Linked DNA regions of Danio rerio: region 1 is linked to region 2. Evidence: chromatin contacts called from public Hi-C data. All regions are on one chromosome and are shown on one strand. Each heading gives the region's core, a stretch centred on a gene start, on an enhancer-like site or on the middle of the called end of the contact. The rest is flanking DNA. Distances are from core to core; before and after follow the strand shown. Region 1 holds the start of rgs6 (regulator of G protein signaling 6). Region 2 overlaps rgs6 (regulator of G protein signaling 6).

The links. Hi-C and Micro-C count contacts between places; a contact is called where the count stands out from the background.
Region 1: a contact with region 2 is called in a Hi-C map of hematopoietic stem cells, with 1.7 times the contacts expected there. The contact joins the promoter of rgs6 here to the enhancer-like site in region 2. A contact is called at or near these places in 3 of 18 Hi-C or Micro-C datasets (caudal fin, embryo and hematopoietic stem cells) and 1 of 4 datasets of contacts at active chromatin or transcription factors (caudal fin).

Annotation. Positions count from the first base shown.
Region 1 is chr20:31,375,303-31,379,137 of GRCz12tu, forward strand. It overlaps rgs6 (regulator of G protein signaling 6), which reads right to left and starts at 2,071. Exons shown (of 18, transcript NM_001035263.2): 1 at 1,809-2,071. It overlaps LOC141379283 (a long non-coding RNA gene), which reads left to right and starts at 1,581. Exons shown (of 3, transcript XR_012395806.1): 1 at 1,581-2,051.
Region 2 is chr20:31,244,854-31,248,317 of GRCz12tu, forward strand. rgs6 (regulator of G protein signaling 6) reads right to left here. Exons shown (of 18, transcript NM_001035263.2): 17 at 3,348-3,401; 18 at 1-2,219. The coding sequence ends at 2,169. Among named protein-coding and RNA genes, the nearest start is that of dpf3, 78 kb to the left of the region's middle. Within about 2 kb of position 2,033, at least 3 of the 62 cell types and tissues checked have an H3K27ac peak or open chromatin away from gene starts, as enhancers often do.

The sequences.
Region 1 (3,835 bases), core at 821-3,320, 130 kb after region 2:
TAAAAAAATGGCAGGGTGGTTTGACACCTTGAAACATAACTTTTATATGCAACTTATTCAACAAAGCAATTATGTGTCCTACTCCATTCAGTTAGTTGTGACAATGCATAGCACAAACCGTGTGGGCCCACTCGCAAGAGTGAAGGAAAGTTGTATCAAAATCTGACTCCCCGGACAAATCTGACTCCCCTTCGCAGCGTGACACTACATGACACTTTTATTGATTTTTATTTTTTTTCAATAATTGACAGCAAGAACTAATTGACAAACAGGACCTAATTATGTATAAATAAAAAAAACTGTAATAGGATGGATTCATAACCCATTTCGAAGGTAAAACATACTCTTCATGAGTAGTGTAATCTACACAAAGTGTGTGGGTGAGAGGGGGACAGTCTTTCGATGTGATTCAGTTATTTTGTGGTTCTGTGACGGCTGGTGTTGGTTGCTGTATGAGTAAAAATTATTACAGTTTACGTAACTAGATTAATTTAAATCAAACAAAATAAAATATGAATGTGACTATTTTCAATTTAATAAGGTTTTGTTCGTTTTGGCAGGTTTTGGACAGCTTTTGGGCTGGAAAAAGTCAACTAGCCTATATCTGGCAACACTGTGCTCAAGTGTCACAATTCGCGCCAATTCTAACATGTCAGAAAACAATTGGCTACAGTAAAACAGGTTGTAAACAATTTTTTCTGGTATAATAGCCTGCGATTTTACACGAGGTCTAAGTGCTTTAGCCCTTTTAATGGCTTAAAATCGGTAAGGTTCCTTAGGTGTCATTTGCTTTGACCGGGGAGGAATTCAGCTTTCCACACGTCTAATTGGTAGCTCAGAAAGCGATTTAATCGACCAGTCATAAATGGAGTCAACAAAAACAGACTGGTTTTTAGATTCAGATAACAAAGCAGGTATGTCGACATACACAACTTTCTATACAGCTACATGTATTTCTTTTAAAAACAATAACACATAGAAGTAGCTTACTTACTACCCGTTTTAGTATTAGAGCTCGTAAGCGAATGACGCATTACAAAACATTACTCGACCAAATAAAACCATCAATAAATACAAACATGAACTCAAATGGTCTTAAAACATCACCAAAAACTTTCCTAGAAAATTTTAAGATGGTTTTTATCATCGACTTATCTCAATTTAAAGAAATGGAAAGTGTCTTAGTTGCTCAAAACATATAAAGAAATATAGCCTACACACATTTGGTGTCCATTGCTGTGTATCAACTGCACGAGTTCCACAGACACATACACAAACATAAAAGACTCAATCGTCTGCTCTTCTTAAACAATATGCTGACTTATTTTCAGTAACCCTGGATTGCTTTTCCACACCGTCCACACGAGGAGCGGCGCGCGCGCTCATAACAGCTGTTAGTGATCAACACCAGCGAACCTAAAGGTAGAAATGTTATTAATTTGCGCGTGGGCATGATTTTCTAGAGCCGCATTGCACTACAAACATGTGCAGCTATTTAAAAAAAAAGACAAACAGCTGCTTTCAGAGCGCAATTCCCGCAGGAGCACCGGTCCCAATTCACACAGCACTCCACAGAGCGCGATGCCGAATATAGAGGCAGAAAAACCCTGTCACTGAAAGACACGCGCGCGCACAGCAGGGAGCGCGAGGCGACAGGATGATTCACTTCAAACTCACCAGCACTTCGGGAGCCACTCGAATCCAGCACTGGACATGACAATTGATCACTCCTGCGGGTCCGAATATTGCTATAAGTTTACAGCAGCACAATCACACACAAACAACTGCTGACTGAAAGAGCGCAATACCTTTGTAAGTACCGCCTCGTCCACTCCCGAAGCTCGATTTCCTCCTCCTTAGCAACCAGAAAAGAGCAGGTTCATGATCTAACTGGCGAGAAGGGTCTGGGATGAGGAGGATGATGATGGGGTGTTGGTGAGGAAAAAATGATGAAGAGACTCAGCGGGGGGTTTCTTCCACTCTGTCCGCCTCTCTCGCGCACTGGAGACCGGCGTGGGTGGTCGCTGCGTGGACTGGAGTGGAGTGTTCAGGTACAGTGTGAGGAAGGATCCTGGCATGTGTGCAGCTGAGTGTGAGAGAGTGTCAGAAACAGGGAGGGAGGATAACAGTGGGTGGGGGTTTTGGGGGTGGAGTGTCTCCCTCTGTATTTCTGGCAAGCTATTCTGAAACATGTATTTGTTTGATAAGAGAGTTTTTGCAGACAGATCAATTTAAATTTGGTCATGTGGTTACAGTCAATTGAGTAATCCCCTCTAATCCCTGTATTTGTCTCATTAGTACATCTATAAAACATTAAAATTAATTAGAAAAACAGCGGGTGTTAGGATTAGGGTTTAAGATTAAATGATATAAACCCCAACGTTTTTTTTTTTGACTATTTACTAAAACGAAAAGTTCCAGCAATGCTATAGAAAAACAAAAAGTCTTGGTTCCGCAAAAAATATATATATTTTTTTTGTAGGTCTTCTGCTGTGTAGATCAGGTGTTTTGAATGAAGGGCCAAAAACCAAATATTGTTGAGAGCTGTGGGCCGAAGGTAAATATACCAAACTATATTACATTAAAGTTGACATGGGTAATTTCCTAATTTATTTCATATGTCAAATTAAATAGAAAAAAATATTTCAAATCATGTTAACTAATGCAGTATAACTTTTTAAATTGTAAGTTAATGCAATAAAAACAAACAATTCTAACAGTGGAGTTCAATGCTGTACACACAAGTCAAGCAGAATCAGCCTTTGACTCGATTTGCTCACCAAAGTCTCTGCACTGTCGGGTGACAGTACTTGCAATTAAACAAAATCTTATTAATTTATGCCATATAATTTTAACATTTCATTTCAGTTAACTTTTAACAATAAGACAAAGGGTTACATTAAATTTGAATTGACAAACAGTCAGACTTGTTTCCAGTGCATGTTGGACTCCATCAGGGCTGCCCTGTCACCAATTCTGCTCATAATTTTTATGGAGAGAATTTTAAAGAGCAGCCTTGGGCTAGAGGGGGTCCAATTTGTGGACCAAAAGATTTCATTTCTGTTATTTGCAGACAATGTTGTTCAGTTGGTTTCTTCAAACAGGGATCTTAGGCATGTACTGGGGCGGTTTGCTGCCAAGTGCGACACGGCTGGGATGAGGATCAGAACCTCCAGGTCCGAGGCCATAGTGCTCTACCAGAAAAAGGCTGCCATCTCCAGGTTGGAGGAAGGTCCTTACCCCAGGTGGAGGAGTTCAAGTATCTTGGAGTTTTGTTGACGAGTGAGGGAGAGATGGAATGTGAGATTGACAGGTGGACTGGTGCAGTGGCAGCAGTAATGTGGTCGATGTACTAGTCCGTTGTGGTAAAGGAGCGGAGTTGAAAGGCAAAGCTCTGGATTTACCAGCCAATTTAGGTTAATACTCTCACCTATAGTCTTGAGCTTTGGGTCATGACTGAAATGACAATATCTTGGATACTAGCGGCCGAAATGAGTTTCTCTCACAGGGTGGCAGGGTGCACTCTTTTAGATAGTGTAGGGAGCTCTGTCATCCGGCAGGAGGTCGAAGTAGAGTCGCAGCTTCTTCACATCGGAAAAAGTCAGCTGAGGTGGCTCGGGCAACTGTTTCGGATGCCTCCAGGACACCTACCTAGGGAGGTGTTCCAGGCATGTCCCACCGGGTGGAGACCATGGGAAAGACTCAGGACACGCTGGAGGGAATATGTCGCTTGGCTGGCCTGAAAATGCCTTGGGATCTCCCCAGAAGGAGCTGAAAGAAGTGTCTGGGGAGAGGGAAGTCTTGGGTTTTTGCTGCCCCCGCAACCCGGCCCTGG
Region 2 (3,464 bases), core at 783-3,282:
TGAAGGATTTTGAGCTTTAAAGTTTTTGCATTCCATAGCAAACATTATGTGTGTAACATTTAAATAAAAAGTCTTAAAAAATGAACAACTTATAAAAAACATCTCATAATGTAAATAAGTTGTCATTTAATAAGAATATGCGATAAACTCAATTTTGACAACAATTTCAGAACCTTATAATTTTAAGGTGACGAAACGTATAAATTCATATAGATAAATAATGAGACACAATTAGCTAATTAATAGATACAAAGTCATAATTATGAAATAAAAATTAGGGATCTAGTAACTAATTATTTTAAACAAAGTCAAAGTTATAATGAAAAGTCTAAATTAGGAGACATGTGGGTCATAATTTATGACAAAATATAAAAAAATGTCAAATTTATCATTTAAATTAGGAGATATAAAGTATTAAAGTTTAAAAGCCAAGTTTAAATGTATCAAATTATATAAACATATTATCTGCACGATGGACTTCCAGTGTTCTCCAGCCTCCAGTAACTAGACCACAGCTCCGCACAGGAAGTCTGGCCAGAGGAGAAATAGTCGTGCCCAACTGAGTCTGGTTTCTCTAGAGGTTGTTTTTCCTTCACTTCGTCAGTTGGTGAAGTTTGTTCCTCACTGCTGTCACCACTGGCTTGCTTGGTTTGGGACTTGTGGAGCTGCGCATCGTGTTTGGACACTCAGCAGTGAAATTTAAACCACACTGAACTGAGCTAAACTGAACTTCAACTCTGAAAACTGAACTGACACTGTTTCAATTTACTGTAATCTTCTCTGTAAAGCATCTTTGACACAATCTACATTGTAAAAGCGCTATAGAAATAAAGATGAATTGAATTCATTATTAAAATTAAATAATTCAATTAATTCATAGCTTTTTTTATAAATGCTAATAATAATAATAATTCACAAATATGTGAGACAAAATTCATAGAAATGAGATGCTAAATCATATTTTTTATTAAATATTTAATATATTTTTTTATTTTTTTTTAAATCCTAACAAAATGTTAAGGAGATCCTAACAGGACAAAATGCCAGAATTATGAAAAATTAAGTTAGAATATCATAAAATCTAAGAATTTTTCAAATATCATACTATAATAATGTAATATATAATCATTTTTATTTTAATCTTTTAATGTTGACTTTGCATGTTCAGTCTTATTATCATCATTTTGACTTTTTATCTCATAATTACTTCACATCATGTCACAATTATTTACCAAATCATGCCTTCTTTTCTTAGCTGTTGGAATGGATCCTCCATAGCTGGTCCTAAATGAAATATCATTATTTTTTTGGGCATCTTACTGTAAAGCTGTTCAGAAAACACACCGACCAATCAGAACTGGCATCTCTGGGGTCCAGTGCTCGTCACTACTGCAGTCTGTGCAAAAGCAATCTTCTGTGCTCTGAATAAATCCTCCTAAAAACACTACCACAATCTTTGTTATTCTTCTCGATATTCTTTCATTCCTCAATACAACAGAGTCAATGATCCTCACCTCAGTTCAAAATATCATACGCTAATGGTTAAGTATAACATGGCCTGTAGACGCACAATAATAAATAATTCGACTTTCTTCAAATGGCAGGAGTAAGAACCGTGTGCTTTTCCGAACCCATTTCTCTTCCATATTCAGTGACGTATTCAGTTTTTCGATGAAAAGTTCTGTGCAAAGCTTGACCGACACTCACTGAAAGCCCTTGTCGTTTTCGTCCCTCCTTTGGAATGCTCTGAAGATTTGAGACACATCCTTGCTTCACCTGGAAACTTATCCGGACCAATTTCAGATCTGATGATGAATGTTTTTTTTTTAAATGGAAATCCAGTCAGACAGTCAGTCCTGTGCTTGCTGTAGTTTGGTTACAGGTATCAAATAAATGTATAATGCTTCTCTAGATGGAACTGGGAGATCATCTGACATTCATGTGTGTGGTCTTTTTAATAGACACAGACAACACGGTCGCTGTTTGGAGATTTTTTTTCTGGACTTATTGCATGCTGCCATCTAGAGTCGGTAGCTGTGCGCTGTTCGGGTGGGTTTTGGAGAGAGGGTGGTCCGTACACGTGACCCGACGTGGCCACAGAGATTCCATCCCAACAAACTGCAGTTTCTGGGCAGGTTTGTGGACATTTTGTGGGAAGCCAGAACTCGTCAGGAGGACTGCATGAGGCCTGTCAGCCGTTTACTTGTCAGTGATTTGCCCTGAAACACATTTATACTGTTATTAAATATTGTTGTTGTTTTTCTTAAGAGCACCAGTTAAATATATACTGTGGTTTTGTATTTCAGTAATTGCCACTATCAATGCAAATTCAACATTTTTTCATATACCATACATTCAGAAGTTTGGAGTCAATATTGTAATTTTTCCCCTTAAAATGTGTTCTTTTATTTACCACTGACACACAAAAGTGACAGTTGTTATGAAAGAACAAATGAACAGCAAATCTTTACTACTTTATCTGCCAAAAAATCCTGAAAAACTGCAAAAAAAAGCATCTGCAATTTTACACCTTTTTACTACAAAGGTTTCTACAAAAAAAATAACATAATAATAAATGTTTCTCGAGCAACTAATCAGCACATTAAAATGGATTCTGAATGATCATGTGATACTGAAACCAGAAGTGATGATGCTAAAATTAATCTTGCCTTCATAGGAATATATATAAAAAAGAAAAGTTGTTTTGATGCTTATTTGATGCTGGATACTTTAATTAATTTAATTAACTTAACAATTTACTAATTGTTTTAATTATAGTTCACTTAATTGACATAATTGTCAGAGACATGTTTTATAAACATTACAATTGTACTCGGACTAAACATTTGAACAGTACATGTGTAAAAAAAATTACAGTATTTTTAATTATTAATTTATACTTTAGATATGTCTTGATAAACGTACATATTGGACAGAGATAGGATGGGTGAAATCATAGATGTGTAATAAAAATATATATAAATAAAAATATATATCTACACGACTGGTCAAAAGTTTGTCGTCAGTAGGATTTTTAAATGTTTTAAAATAAGCTTCTCCTTCTCACCAATGCTGCATTTATTTAATCAAAAATACAGTGCAAAGTGTAAAATAGTGAAATGTTATTGCAATATTTTATATATATATATATATATATATATATATATATATATATATATATATATATATATATATATATATATGTTTGACCACATTGAAGGAATGCTTTAGATCCCTACATATTAATGAAGAAAAAAACTTTTTTTTTTTCTTCTGGTCAAATTGGACAACCTTCCAAAAAGCCTGGTTCTGTGAGACAGTTTTTCTAGACAATATGTGTCACTCACCACACTGCGAGTGAATTTCTCCAGGGATGTGCGACGGCCTTGCTCTGTCTCAGGCTGCGGAGCCCAAGTTAATGGAAGATACAGTGACAGGTTAACATGTGTTAGTAAAGAAACAAA